3 separate regions of the Mus musculus genome follow, and regions 2 and 3 are each linked to region 1. A link is a contact called in public Hi-C data. All regions are on one chromosome and are shown on one strand. The core of a region is the stretch at or near the end of the contact, and the rest is flanking DNA. Distances in the headings are between cores, read along the strand shown. Region 1 has its middle 270 kb from the start of Gm39601. Region 2 has its middle 18 kb from the start of Gm39602. Region 3 overlaps Gm39602 (a long non-coding RNA gene).

Region 1 (4,486 bases), core at 791-3,290:
CCCTCAAGCTCCAGCTGAACTGAACTCTTCCTCCCTTAAGTTGTTTTCTTCTCAGGTACTGTGCCACAGAAGGAAAGCTGCACATGGGCTCATCAGAGAGCCTTGTGATGACCTCAGCCACCGTGCCCTGTGCCCTGTACCCTCTCCAGCTGTACACAATCCTAATAGGAGGTGGAAGGTTGAGAGAGATGGGACTCCAGAGATGCATCTGCCTGGATGCTACTGTAAGCAAACCCTCTTTGTGCTCCCATCAGTAACCCCAGTCAATACATTGACACATCAAGTTGGACCTATATGCAGTTGTCTCTTTGGTCTGCCATCCTGGGTTAAACAGGGTCAAACAGGTGTTTTCTGTGCATTGTCCAGGGAAAAACCATGCAAGGAAATGATTATAAATATGAATATATATATGTATATATGTATATATACACAAAATCTACATACATATATACATACATATATGTGTACATGATCATTTGTACATGTATTTGTATATCAATATGTATATGTACATATAATAATTTACATGACTTTATATATATGTATACATACATATACATATATAATATATACACATACATATATACATATATATACATACATACAGTCTCCTTTCTGGTCCACTTACACAGGACTTGACTTCCTGAGGACATTCTTGGAAAGGCAAGCCTGCATTCAGATTCAATGGCAGCCTATGATATAAGGATCTCTCCATAACAGCCTCTTGCTTTCCCTGATTTTCCCTCCCTTTCTTCCCTCTCACTCCATAAGATCACATCTCCAAATAGGGTAATAGCAGGAAACGCTTCACTTTAATTTTCTAAGGGAACCTAGGCTATGGAAGAACCAAATGAAGGAAAGAAAGAGTCACTCTATGGCCTGCTCAATAACCTCGAGGTTTTGAGCCATTGACCTGAGCACTTAGACTATGTGTTCATAGCTTTACACAGTCATATCGCCTTCCTTTCACAGCCCTTCCAGTCAGGCCTCCAGACTACTGCATCCAAATCTTTACATTCACAGAGGCTCCCTCTGATGTAGTGTTTCCATGGTTTACTCTCCTGAAGAAAACTGGTTAGCTGAAGCCCTCGATCCCCCACCATGCTGGTATTTCATTCACAGTGTCCCCCAAAGAAGCTGAGGTACAACACAAAGGGCAAGCCAGGCACCTGCTAGGTGATGGTCAACTCCTGAGAGACCACGCCCAGTCTGCCGCCTCCCTTCCAGGACTCCTTTGATTCTATTCTCTGCGTTACAGACATTATACCTTCAGTCAAGCACTGCACCAGGTTCAGAAACAAAAACCATGTTACAGAAGGCAACTGTGAGACCTGGACTCTGTATCACTTGGGAGTGCTGGGAGAGTTTTAGTTTGTCTTTGTTTGTTTTCTTGCTCTGTCTTGTTTTGAGTTTGTTTTAAGTTTGGCTGCTTTTATGTCCATCTCCCACCCCCCACAAAAAATTCTTTAGTAACCCATTATGGGTTAGTGAATTCCCAAACCGTTCAAAAATACTTTAAAGTTCTTTTGGGACATAGCCAGATACTTAATATTGTATTACATTTTATAGTTGTCACTTAATCAAGCTATTTAATATTATAGTACATTTTAAAACTGTCACTTAATCACATTTTCTTGACCCTTTTATGGGAATTAAAGATCACTGTAGATAAAAAATGGCAGGCTTTAGTTTAAATAGATTCAGTATGTCCAGCTTGACAGTTACTTCTGAGACATTAAAAGAATTTTCTGTGATTAATGTGACCCACACACGTTAAATGGTGTAATGTTCCCTTTCTCCAGCCATTAGCGGAAGCAGCATCAGACAGAAGGAGCCGGAATGTGGCCGACTAGATGGAAAGGCTTGCGATGGGGGTGTGCATAGAAGGAAAGGCTACAGATAATATAGAGCCAGCCCAGCTAAGATAAAAGGGAGATTTCCCCTGACTTAATATTTGCTTTCTCTGGGCATCTGAAGAGTAAAGTCAAAGAAACAGAGAGGTTAGACCTTGGTAATGGAGTAGGTGCCGGTCTAGCAGCATCATATTCTACGGGGACCACTCTGCGCCAGGGGAGGGGCTGCATCTCTGGCAAGCAAGTGCAGTTATTTGGTGCTTATTATAAATGATTGATGAGCATTGCTTCTAAATTTAGAAAAGCTCTCTAAATGGACATTTACTCACAGGGGGGAAAAAAGCTTCCCTGAAAGGTTGATCCCTGGAAGGGCTTTGTTTATGGTGCGGCGATAGCTCTGTGCAATTAATCCAGAATGCGTCACTGAAAGATTTTATATTCTTAAGTGTTCACTCGTGTAATTAAAGTAAATTATGTCCTTCTCCAAACATGTTTCAAAGAATCATTCTGGCTTTAAAAAATCTTGGTCCCTAAATCCTACTTGTTTGTTTAATTAATCTGAAAATAACTGCTCCTTCCGTCTCCTAATCACGGATCAGATCGGCTCCGTGTTAGCAGCTGTGAATGAAAGCCGGTCCCAGTGTGTTTCTCTTGATTGTTTAATAAGAGTTGAATAATACCCTATTTAATCCATCAAGTAGGACATTACAATAACATTGATCTTTTGTTTGACAGCAAATTTGTTTGATAACAGAATAGGATATAATGTAACCAAATCAGTGTCAGAAATGCATTTTAGAGAATCCAATTAAAAACATTCACACACATGCCAGGCACCGAGCAGTGGGCATAGAAACCAGGAATAGCAAGACACTCTTAGGACAAAGGCAGGGAAGGGAAAGCCTAGCCTTGCCAAGCACACCAACCTTAGCCCAAAAATTCAAGGACTTCACAAACAGACTCCATGCGTTCAGAATGTTGCCATTTAGGCTGCTGAGGTCAACCTTTCCTTAGGTCAGCATGGAGGGCCCAGTGACCCCCAGATGGAAGTCCATTGTGTTCTCCTTTTGTTGGTTCAAATGCTGTATTTCTTAAGGTCAGTGGTGCCAGATCCTGCTGTCACTTAGCCCCTCCACTCTTTCCCTCCAGCTATTGCATAGCAAGAAGATGCCATTGTTCATATCCCTGCATCCTTGTCCTCGTCCCAACCTGTAGATGTGACCCTTTCTTTTCAGCATCTCTGGGGAGGAATAGGAACTAGTTCAGAGGGTTTTATAAGACCTGGTTTTTATGGACTTTGTGGAAGAGGGCAAGTGTCAGGCCTGGTGTATATTTGTACAAGTAGGATCGCGCCCCACCAGTACCCTTTCCTTTCCTTCAGCGGCTCTAACAAAGTAAGAGAGTGTTGCAAACAGAGGGAAAGAACAGTCACAAGCCAAAAAAAATCCTCACAATTCTCTGTTTTGAGTGCTATACCTTGTCCCAGAAGCTGATTTGGCCATGTTTCATAAGCCCCTCCCCTTTCTTTTTCACACACACACACACACACACACACACACACACACACACACACACTCACAAATCTTGGGGGAAGAATAGCTGAGATCAACCAGTTATATGCAAAGCAGGGTAATTGCTTAAATAAATTGATCTTTCTTTGTTCAAAATGATGGATGCACCAGTGTTGCTGTGTTCAGCTTGCTCTCTCAGAGAGAAGGAAGCAGTACAGAGACCCAGGACCAGCTCAGAGTACTGCAGACACTCTCTTTCGGTCATGCTGCTGGTGGAAGTGTTGCTGCTGTCTTTGGATACAGACAGAAGGAAAACCAAAACCTCAGGGAAGTCAGCTCAATCTTCTGTTGGAAACTAGAAACCCAGGAAGGAAAACACTCGACATTATCAAATGTCTCCAATCAACTCAAAGGCTGCCTGTGCCAAAGGGTCTATGCCAATCTAGAGTACAAGAGAAATGTAATCATTGTTACACTATTTGGAACTATTTGTATTGGTCATGGTAGTGCAGAGAGAGTCTCTGTGAGTTCAAAGCCAGCCTAGTCTACATAGTAAGTATCAAACCTGCCAGGGCTGCATAGTGAGATCCTGACTTTAAAAAAAAAAAAGAAAGAAAAAAGTATATATATATATATATATATATATATATATATATATATATATATATTTGTGTGTGTGTGTGTGTGTGTGTGTGTGAGTTTAAAGCCCTCTTCAGGGAAGGGAAGCATGGTTGTCTTGGCACTCATACACATCTCCATCGCTACAACCTCTCTGGCAAGGTACCACAGGCCTCCTGGGTCAGTGATGGAGATGTTTTTGTCTCCACCCTCTGCTAGTGCTTACCTGTCAATCGCGCTCAACTTCCATTATCCTGCTTCCATCCCTGGCTTCCCACTTGCTGTCTTCTTTATTATCCTTCTGTTCTCTGGTTAATCTCCTTCTTTAATGAACTCCTTTCTAGTTTCTTACCAAATCTTCCATCAGATTCTTTTGTGACTTACTCCCCCCCCCCCCCATCTGATAGGTCTTTTCTTTAAAACTCTTGAAAATTATTAATACCTCTGTCTTTTCTGGCAGGGTACCACAGGCCTTAAAACATTCTATTACATTTCTGACCTGAA
Region 2 (4,486 bases), core at 1,301-3,800, 410 kb after region 1:
TGTGTGTGCACAGGCATGCATCCCTATACATGTGAGCATACACTCACACAGATACACAGATACACACATACACACATACATACATACACACACATATGTACACATACACCTTCATATGTACAAGTGTGCACACACATGCATGCACACACACACACATGCACACACACATACACACATACACACATACACACCTTTTCTTAAAAGCCTTGGGTGGTGACACTAGGCACCAGACTGCCAGGCCAAGGCAGCAATGTTTCACAAAGTCATTGAAGCCTAGCCCTTGCCCACTGGCCTGAAATATCAATTACCATAGAGGATGTTAGCACTGTAAGGAAGACCGCAAGGGCACCTACCATTTACAGGAAGAAGCCACGATTCCAGATGGTGACCATGACTCAGACTAGGCCTGACCCCCACCTCCTGACTTCTCATTCAAGTTCTTATCCAGTGAGTAAATCTGGTGATAGAAGGCAGCCAGATTAAAACTACATGAAAACCTCCTCAAATGAGAGCTGAGGCCGGCGCTTTCATGTGGTTAGGCACTTAGCTCCACACCCACCCCTGGGGTATTTGATATAACACTGTTGGACCTTCTCCAGCTTGTAAGGCGGCAATGAGGGCTCCTTCCATCACTGAGCTGGGGAACAATGCCCTGCTGTTGGGTGGGTGAAAACAAGACAAAGATGCGGGTGGCTTCGCTGACCTCTGTAAGGCTTGGAGGTGAGTGCCTGTGATGTGCTGGGCTAGGACAGGAAGGACCACACTTAGCAACATCCCACTTCCCAAGAAGGAGAAATTGATGCAGACAAGTCACCTCAGGCACAGCCCACTAAGCTTATGTGCAATGCAAATAGGGGTGGGTAATAGGCCAATAATGGTAGTTCCTATAAAGACTTCGTCTTGAATAATTCTACTTTAAAATTACTGGTTGTAAGCTGGGTAGTGGTGACACACACCTAATAATTCCAGCATTCGGGAGATGGAGGCAGACTGATCTCTGTGAGTTCGAGGCCAGCTTGGTCTACAGAGTTCTGGGACAGCCAGGGCTACACAGTGAAACCCTGCCTTGAATAACCAAGAAAAAGTTACTCATCTTAAAATGGTCCAAACTCTGAGCTCTGCTTCAGTATGCGGAAGCATGCCTTGTTCTGTTTTGTTTTCCGAGACAGGGTTTCTCTGCGTATCCTGGAACTCCCTTTGTAGACAACACTACCTCCCTCTGTGTCCTCACAGAGTCCCACTATGTCTGACTGGTATTTTCCTCTTATAAAGACACCATTCCCTTTGGACCCAAGGCCATCCTAATGACCTGTCCCGTACTGGCTAGTTTTATGTCACCTTGACACAAGCTAGAGTCATTTGAGAAGAAAGACTCCAACTGAGAAAATGCTTCCATAAGATTGGCCTGTAGGCAAATCTGTAGGGTGTTTTCTTTATTAGTGACTGATGAGAATGGGCCCGGTCTATTGTGGGTGGTGCCTCCCCTGGCTGGTGATCCTGGGTGCCATAAGAAAACAAGCTGATCAAGCCATGGAGAGCAAGCACATTCTGAGGTACAGGGGGAGATGTTAAGACTTTAACACATGAACTGGGGGCCCAGAACTCAGCCCTTCTTTAAGGATAGCTAGATACTACATGTTTTGAGGTGTGGCTCTCCAGAGAATGCTGATAAATAAACACACTTAAAACTAACTATACAAATAACGAAGCACCTCTGCCCCGATGGTCACAGGAGTGACTATAAAACCTAGGCATGGTTATATACTCTTCCCAGAAACGATGGGGATCTGTGGATTATAATCTAGGATTCACATAAAGAATACTGCACGCAGCATTAGGGTAATTTTCCTCAAAGGAACAGCTTCGCTTTAATTCTGTACGTTTTAAGATATCCAGAATCACTTTCCCTAAGCAATTATGATTTCACAAAACGCTGTCAGGGCATTTGCAGAGTTTTACTGCCCAGATAGAACCCGATGCCTGGAGCTTTGGGGAGTGATTTATTATTTGCTCTGGTGGAAGGTTGCTAAGTAAGATTTATTCAGTAAGAACAGCCATCTGAACGGTACGTAAGATATGTGTTTGGCTGTGAGGGAGACTTCTTTTTCTCCTTTCTTCAAGTGGGCTTACTCTCTATACTCAGAAATATGCACATTTGCATCCCCACTTTGGTGACATTAGGGGCACTGCTAGGCATTTTGACAAATCAGTTCCTTTCCACTGTTCCCATTTGAACTTTAGCTCTCAGAAACGTTTAACAAACTGTCATACTAAAAACAGCCAAGAGCAGTGCCGAAGACCGTTGATGAAATCTCTTGGGTATCCATCCGCTTTCCATGTTTCATTCTGAATATTTCTTCATTGCATTTTCTGAGGGCTACGGACGTCCTGGGAAGCAAAGCAGCCAATGCTTTCACTCATACCATCTCAGAGAACTCCGATTCTTAAGAAAAAGAAAACAGCGATAATGCCAACTTTGTTTCTCAGAGCTGTAAAAAGTAACAGGCGCCATTGTTGGCCTACTTGCGCCCCCTAGTGTCTATAACGTACTGTTGCTTTTTGCAAAGGGGATGCTGAAGAATTGGAACCAAAGGAAGCTGCTATCCCTATTTTCCTCTACTTAAGATACAATAACCTCCTTCACGCCAAGGTGGCCGGCACTTTGTAGCTCGCCTTCTCCCCAGAAGGTCTGCATTTCATCGAGAGCACTGAGGCAGAGGCAACGCTGCTTGATGGCAAAAATTCAGGCAGAAGAAAGCAGTTTCCTTTGCACTCAGGCTGGGGTTTGGAGTGGGTACAGTGGAACTTTTAAAGAGTCATCAACACCTCTAATCCCTGCCCTTCTACCAGCAGACAGAGGGGGGAAACAACACATCTCTTGCTTCTGCTTCTACACTAGGCCATCCCCATCCCTGTGCCTGGCTGAAATTTCAGCTCTGGGTGGCCATGTCCAGCAGGGTACCTCACCAAGAGCACAGCAACCGGGTGGAAACACATGGGAATGTTCTGGGCGGAGTCCAACAACCCTCCCAAGGCTCCCTGTGTAGGTCAGGGAGTTCTGAGGGCAGACTGCCATTCTCCAAGACAGCATTAGACTGAAGCAGGCAGCACGGAGCAGAGCAGAGTGGTGAGAGGGAGGCTGGACAGGGCTAGGTAGGAGAGGTTTCTGAGCTCTGGCCTCAGCTCCTTACTTAACTTCTCCCAGGTATTTGGAATTGGCTTCTTCCCCAATTAGAAGAAACGGTGGACACCATACAGCCAGTGCCCCAGTGCAGTCCAGACAGAACCTTGAAGAAAATAGGAGGGATGTGCACACCACAGGGAAGCTGCAGGCTCACCGCCACCAATTCACACCCGCTCTCAGTCCATAACCCCAGGGGAGATCGTAGCAAGTGGCAGAGAGTCCAAGGTTGGATTCAGTGTTGTTTCAAATGTGTATAGTGGGACAACTCGAATAGAACCTGAATAGGCTCTGGCGGGCCTGAGTTTGAATCTCAATTCTGCCTGATTATCTCTATAACCTTCAGCAAGTTTTCTGTCCTTTAACTGCCTGCTCAGAGGTTAGATCCTCCAAACAGGCCCCTCAGAGGACCCCGCAGAAAGGGGCATGTTCCTTCCTTATGTGTCTTGAACTTCATAATCCCTTACAGTTTTTGTTCAGAACACATATAAACACCTCTCATAATTTTATAGTCTGGTTACGAAGTAAGATGTTTGATTTCCTCCCTGTTCAGTGAGGGCGGGGACCACAGCACAGCTCTCCTCCCTCACCCCCACCCACCCCCATCCCTGCCAGCTTATCTCAGGGAGGGACATGCAGAATACACACAATAAAAAGTTTAAGAGATTAATTCATTGGACTAAGCTTTTGCCATTTTATTTTAACACATTAACATACCACTTCCCTCCTAGGTGTGTTGTTGTAAAGGCTAAAGAGGTATAGGTATAGATAATATAGATACTGATGGTGTATATATAGGAATAGGTAGAGCGGTTGTAAATGACATGATAGAGATGATATATAGATATATAGATTACCTTGATATAAGTATATATAAAGATCATATGCATATAAATAAGTATTCTTCCCTATTTTTGCACAATGTAGGTGGCCTAAACAGGATGGTTCCTTTGCCACCATTAGAGACTCATCATAGCAGGCCCCACTGGCCACTGAGGGGTGAACTATCAGACTGGCAAACCAGAGGCCTGAACAATCCACAGATTCCACCACAGGCCCCTGAATAATCAAAACTAGTTGGCACCTTACGATTAATCGCCTTTTCTCTCTAGATGTCCCTTGATGGCAGGAAAAGTTACCTCCAGCTTCCCGCTCCTTCCTGTCCCAGATAGAGAGCAGCCAGAGGGACTGTAAATTCATCCCTAACGTTTCCAGTTGTTTGAGTTATGTTCTACCAGAACTAAGAAGGTGACTTTAAAAACAGGAGGGAGAAATAAAGGTTGCACTTCCCAGAGCAGAGAACAG
Region 3 (4,486 bases), core at 1,146-3,645, 390 kb after region 1:
TCACAGGACAGTCCATGGAAGTAAGGGAGTCCCCTGCCTTTGCCCCACACCCAAGCCCAGTCACAGGACAGTCAGTGGAAGTGCGGGAGTCCCCTGCTGTCTACCCCAGCTCAGTGCTGCAGGCCTCAGAAAGAAAAGACAAAGTGTAATTTGAAATCAAATCTGAAGTTTTCATTATTTATCTGGAACTGCATATTTCATATTCATACTCTCAACCCTGGCTGCCCATTAGGATCACCTGGGGAGCTTTTAAAATTACTGATGTCTAGGCATTGTCCCCAAAGATTCTTATTTCATTGGTCTAGGGGGCAGCCTGGGCATCAATATTTTTTAAGGCTGCCCAGGAGATTTTGAAGGGCATCCTGGGCTAAGAACCATGGTAGTAATGTTGAATTAAGAACATTTTTGCAAACAGAAGATCATGGAGTGGCTAACAACGTGACAGAACTCTTCATCTCACCCAGGGGATGAAGAAAGGTGGCACAGCTCCCACACAATCAGGAGGAGCAGAAGATGCTATTTACCATGGCGCTCTGCAGGAGTCCTCACACTCCAGCAAACCCCGCATTTTTGGAGGAGATCAGGGGGGAGGGGGAGGACGCTGCAAAGATGGCTCAGTGGTTAAAAGCACACACTGCTCTTGCAGAAGACATGAGTTCAGTTCCCAGTGTTGATATTCTGTCTGGACTCCACCCCCAGTTTCCTGGCAGCAGCGAGGTAGGCCTGGCCCACTATAAAAGGGGCTGCTTGTTCTCTTACTCTCTCTTACTCCTGCTCCTCTCCCTTGCCTCTTGCCCCTTGTTCCCCATTCCACACACACACACCCCACACACATGGTCATGGCCTCTATTTCTCTACTCTCTCTTTCTGTCTCTACTACTCTCTTAATTCCCCTCCCCATGCCCTGAATAAACTCTATTCTATACTATACCATCATGTGGCTGCTCCCTCAGGGGGAAGAGATGCCTTGACATGGGCCCACCGAGGGACCCCCTTCCCCCATACCTCAGCACACTCCCATAGAACATTTTAGAGTTCTTTATCGTTTTATAACTATAACACCCAGCACCCATGTAGGATGACTCACAACCACCAGTAATCTAGCTCTAGGGGATCCAATGCCTTCTCCTAGCCTCCTCAAGTACCTACAGACACACACACACACACACACACACACACCACACCACACACAAACACTTTTTTTAATAAAATAAATCTTTAAAAAGTTGAGAATCCTCCTCCGGACAAGGCAGGTCTTTGTGTTGCCCTGTACCTGCCTCTAAAGGAACTCAAGCCTCCAGCTCAGGGACACTGACCCAGTTAGTTAAGTGAGAGTGCCCCACCCACACCCTCACTCCCACCCCTATCACGCTTTTCCACGATCTCCTAACTAGACTCTGATAGAGCAGACTTCCCAGTTACACATCACCACCATGCCTACTGGCCTGAGTCACTTACTCAGTAGCCATACTCCCTTAATAAAGGCAGGACGCAGTAACAAGAAAGCAACAGCCAGTGTATTTGTCAGCTGACATCCACACGTAGCCTCACTCTGTCAACACAGGCACTGTCTACACGGGTGCCTACAACTCCAAGCCCTTCAACATATCTGACTCCTCGAGCCCACGCTTATGGTGTAATTCTATCAAACAGACAGGGACTGGTTGCCAAATACATCCAGGGCCAAGAGATCGCCCTTCACTGTTAGAGGCTCCTACAGCGTGACCAGGAGAACAGCCTCTCCATAACCTAAAAAGGAAAGCAACTCACCCTAAGTCCATGCTTGTATCAAGAGCAGCCTTCTTCAGCATCAACTGCTGTCTTTCATTTGACTCAAAAATATTTTTTAACTAGCAATAAAATGTATTCCACTGTGATCCCATGCTGAGAGAGAAGTCTATACTTGGTGGGAAAGGCCCTCTGTCCCAGCATATTCTTCCAGACTATTACAGAACAGGGAAAACTATATCTGAGAGTTGAGTCCAACCAGAGGCGAAGTCCCAGTCTCTGATTTCATTTAAAAAAAAAAAAAAAGTTCACTGCTGCTCCCCTCCCCCACACTGTGAAAACTACCACCTTCCAGAGATCAATAAAAAAGGTCCCACACAGTTGCAAAAGACAAGGTTTTCTCCCTTTATAAGCACACTTGAAAGATGGGGGGAGGTCTTGAGGGTGAAAGTGATCTAAGGACACTGTGTATATAAAGTTCCTCTAGAACTTGGTTATTTCATTTTTTCTTGGAATAGCACACACTGTGCCTTCTACCCTGAGTAGCTCAAACAGCACCCAGTGTCAAGGCCGAGCCTTTGGTTTTAATCAGGGACTAAAGCCTAGAACGTTAGACAAAGAGAGCAGTTGCTGGTTACAGTACCGAGGGGACCATTAAAGGTGATTTCTCAGTTCGCTGAGCTCACCCTCAGAAACAGCCACATGCTTTGCTGAGAAGCATCCGCAGGACACGGTGCACCTCCCAGCTATTTATTTAACTTTATGTGGCTGTCATAAAACTTTTTTATTTGCTTTCAGTTAGACCATAGGTTTTGACAAGATAAATTTTTATTTAGGTCTTTGCCCAGCTACAATCAGAAACAGGAGACTCACCCTCCAAGGCTGATAGATGGATTAATCAAAGCAATTCCCCGCCCCACGTTCCTTCCAGCAACCACAGGGATCAACACACAGAGTTTTTCCTTAATTAAAGAAACTCAGCAACAAGGTGATTTACCGATGATGGATCTTGCAGGCCCTTTCATTGTGTGGTCACTGTTGGCCACTGTTTGAAATTTACCAACATAAATAAAACCTCTCCATGACTAAACAAAGTTAAAGTAGCAATAAATTGAGGCTGCCATGTCCTCTGAGCTAGATCTGAGGCCAACATAAATACCAGAATGCCTTGGCTGTGACATGCTTGACACAATGACATCATGCACTCCCAGAAGGAACAGCCTCGCCCAAGCCAAAGCCTCAAACCGAACACAATTCCCCTAAATGAATCAAATTGCAATGGTCTAGACTCGCCCGTTCTAAGGACTCCACTCTGCCTTCCTCGCCCTTTTCTGTCGAGCAATCGCATTAAAAATAATCTATACGCTGATCTAAATTTTACTTTTTCTGCACGATTAAATTTTGGCAGGAGTAAATCTCTGCAATTCACACTTCCTGGGAATGTTTGGAAAGTCACTAAAAACTCAGGATTTATCAGCTTAAGGTCCAGCCACTGCCGTGCGACCCTGTGGTCTATCTGCTACTACCTTTAGTGGTGGCCCAGGGCAGTGCTTGCCACAAGACCAACACTCTTCACTTAAAAGTAACTGGGCACCAGCTTCCCTCCCCCAGGCCTTGCTTTGTCCGCATCTAGCAACATGCTGTAATGGAATGCCTCTATGCATCAAGAAAGCCAGCCTACACTGGGGCCCGTCAGCCCTCACACCACTACTCAGAGGAGAGAGGGGAGAAACGTTGAAAATGCACTTGGAGGATGGCAAATTAAAAATGGAGAAAGTCTAATAACTAATTGGTGAAATCATAAAAGCTGCCGTAAAAGACATTTTCCTTAAACTACTTTACACAAGGCTATATAATTTTATGTCACTTTTTATTTATGTTGCTGTAATGAAAGCTGTTCTGGGAGATGAAGGGCTTCTGAAGAGAGAAATTGAACTACTTCTGAGAGGAGGAAAAAGCCTGCAGACCTAGGGCTTGGGACAGATTCCTTCAGAAAGACAGGAGGGCTGGGAGGGCTATCTGTTCACTCCTAAACACCTCTGAGTCAGTATTTTGCCATAAGGGGCCAGTGAAATGGCTTAGCAGGTAAAAGGACTTGCCACCAAGTCTGATGACTTGAGTTTGACCCCTGGGACCCACATGGTTAATTGGGAAAAACTGACTCTGGAAAGTTGTTCTCCGACTTCCACATACAAACCCAGGCATGTGTGTGTCCATAACTGTGCACAGAGAGTCCACATGGCTCACAGAACCAGAGTAAGAACTAGAGAGACACGTGCCACAAGCTAATGTTCTAAAGGCAGATATCTTTAATCTTTTATGTGTATGGGTGTTTCGTCTGCATGTATATCTGTGTTCCACTTTCACACTGGTGCCCACAGAGGCAAAAGACATCGGATTTTCTGGAACTAGAGTTACATACAATCCTGAGCCACCACGTGGCTCCTGGGAATCTAATCTGGGTCCTTGGGAAGAGCAGACAATGCTTTTAACTGCTGAACCATCTCTCCAGCCCATAAAAGCAGGTTTTTATTGTGAGAAGTAAGAAAGGGAATGTGATTTGAGATTTGAGTAGGTGGTGTATACAAATGGGTCCCATGTTAACCAGAGCCTGGTGACTCTGCAGAGCCGACATGGGTCTCAGGCCACACTCAGGACTTTACAGGCACTGTTTCTTGTTTCCCAGTGGTCAGACAAGCTTTCTCCCTCTCCATCTGCACGGAGTGAGTCAGACAGTGGACAAAAAGGAATAGTTCTA

What was found. A called contact is a pair of places that touch in the nucleus more often than the background predicts.
Region 2: a Hi-C map of uterus shows a contact between it and region 1. The contact joins two enhancer-like sites. A contact is called at or near these places in 2 of 39 promoter capture datasets (embryonic stem cells and stem cell-derived epiblast-like cells), 6 of 484 Hi-C or Micro-C datasets (nephron progenitors, neural progenitor cells and uterus), 1 of 115 datasets of contacts at active chromatin or transcription factors (craniofacial prominence) and 3 of 9 other capture datasets (embryonic stem cells, embryonic tail and embryonic trunk).
Region 3: a contact with region 1 is called in a Hi-C map of uterus, with 7 times the contacts expected there. The contact joins two enhancer-like sites. A contact is called at or near these places in 1 of 39 promoter capture datasets (embryonic stem cells) and 5 of 484 Hi-C or Micro-C datasets (nephron progenitors and uterus).

Annotation. Positions count from the first base shown.
Region 1 is chr11:19,348,886-19,353,371 of GRCm38.p6, forward strand. It overlaps the pseudogene Gm12026. Among named protein-coding and RNA genes, the nearest start is that of Gm39601, 270 kb to the right of the region's middle. Within about 2 kb of position 2,041, at least 16 of the 459 cell types and tissues checked have an H3K27ac peak or open chromatin away from gene starts, as enhancers often do. A contact at or near this core is called in uterus, where this site is marked.
Region 2 is chr11:19,758,726-19,763,211 of GRCm38.p6, forward strand. No RefSeq gene overlaps it. Among named protein-coding and RNA genes, the nearest start is that of Gm39602, 18 kb to the left of the region's middle. Within about 2 kb of position 2,551, at least 34 of the 459 cell types and tissues checked have an H3K27ac peak or open chromatin away from gene starts, as enhancers often do. A contact at or near this core is called in uterus, where this site is marked.
Region 3 is chr11:19,734,681-19,739,166 of GRCm38.p6, forward strand. The region is part of intron 1 of Gm39602 (a long non-coding RNA gene); the gene reads right to left. Among named protein-coding and RNA genes, the nearest start is that of Gm39602, 5.8 kb to the right of the region's middle. Within about 2 kb of position 2,396, at least 35 of the 459 cell types and tissues checked have an H3K27ac peak or open chromatin away from gene starts, as enhancers often do. A contact at or near this core is called in uterus, where this site is marked.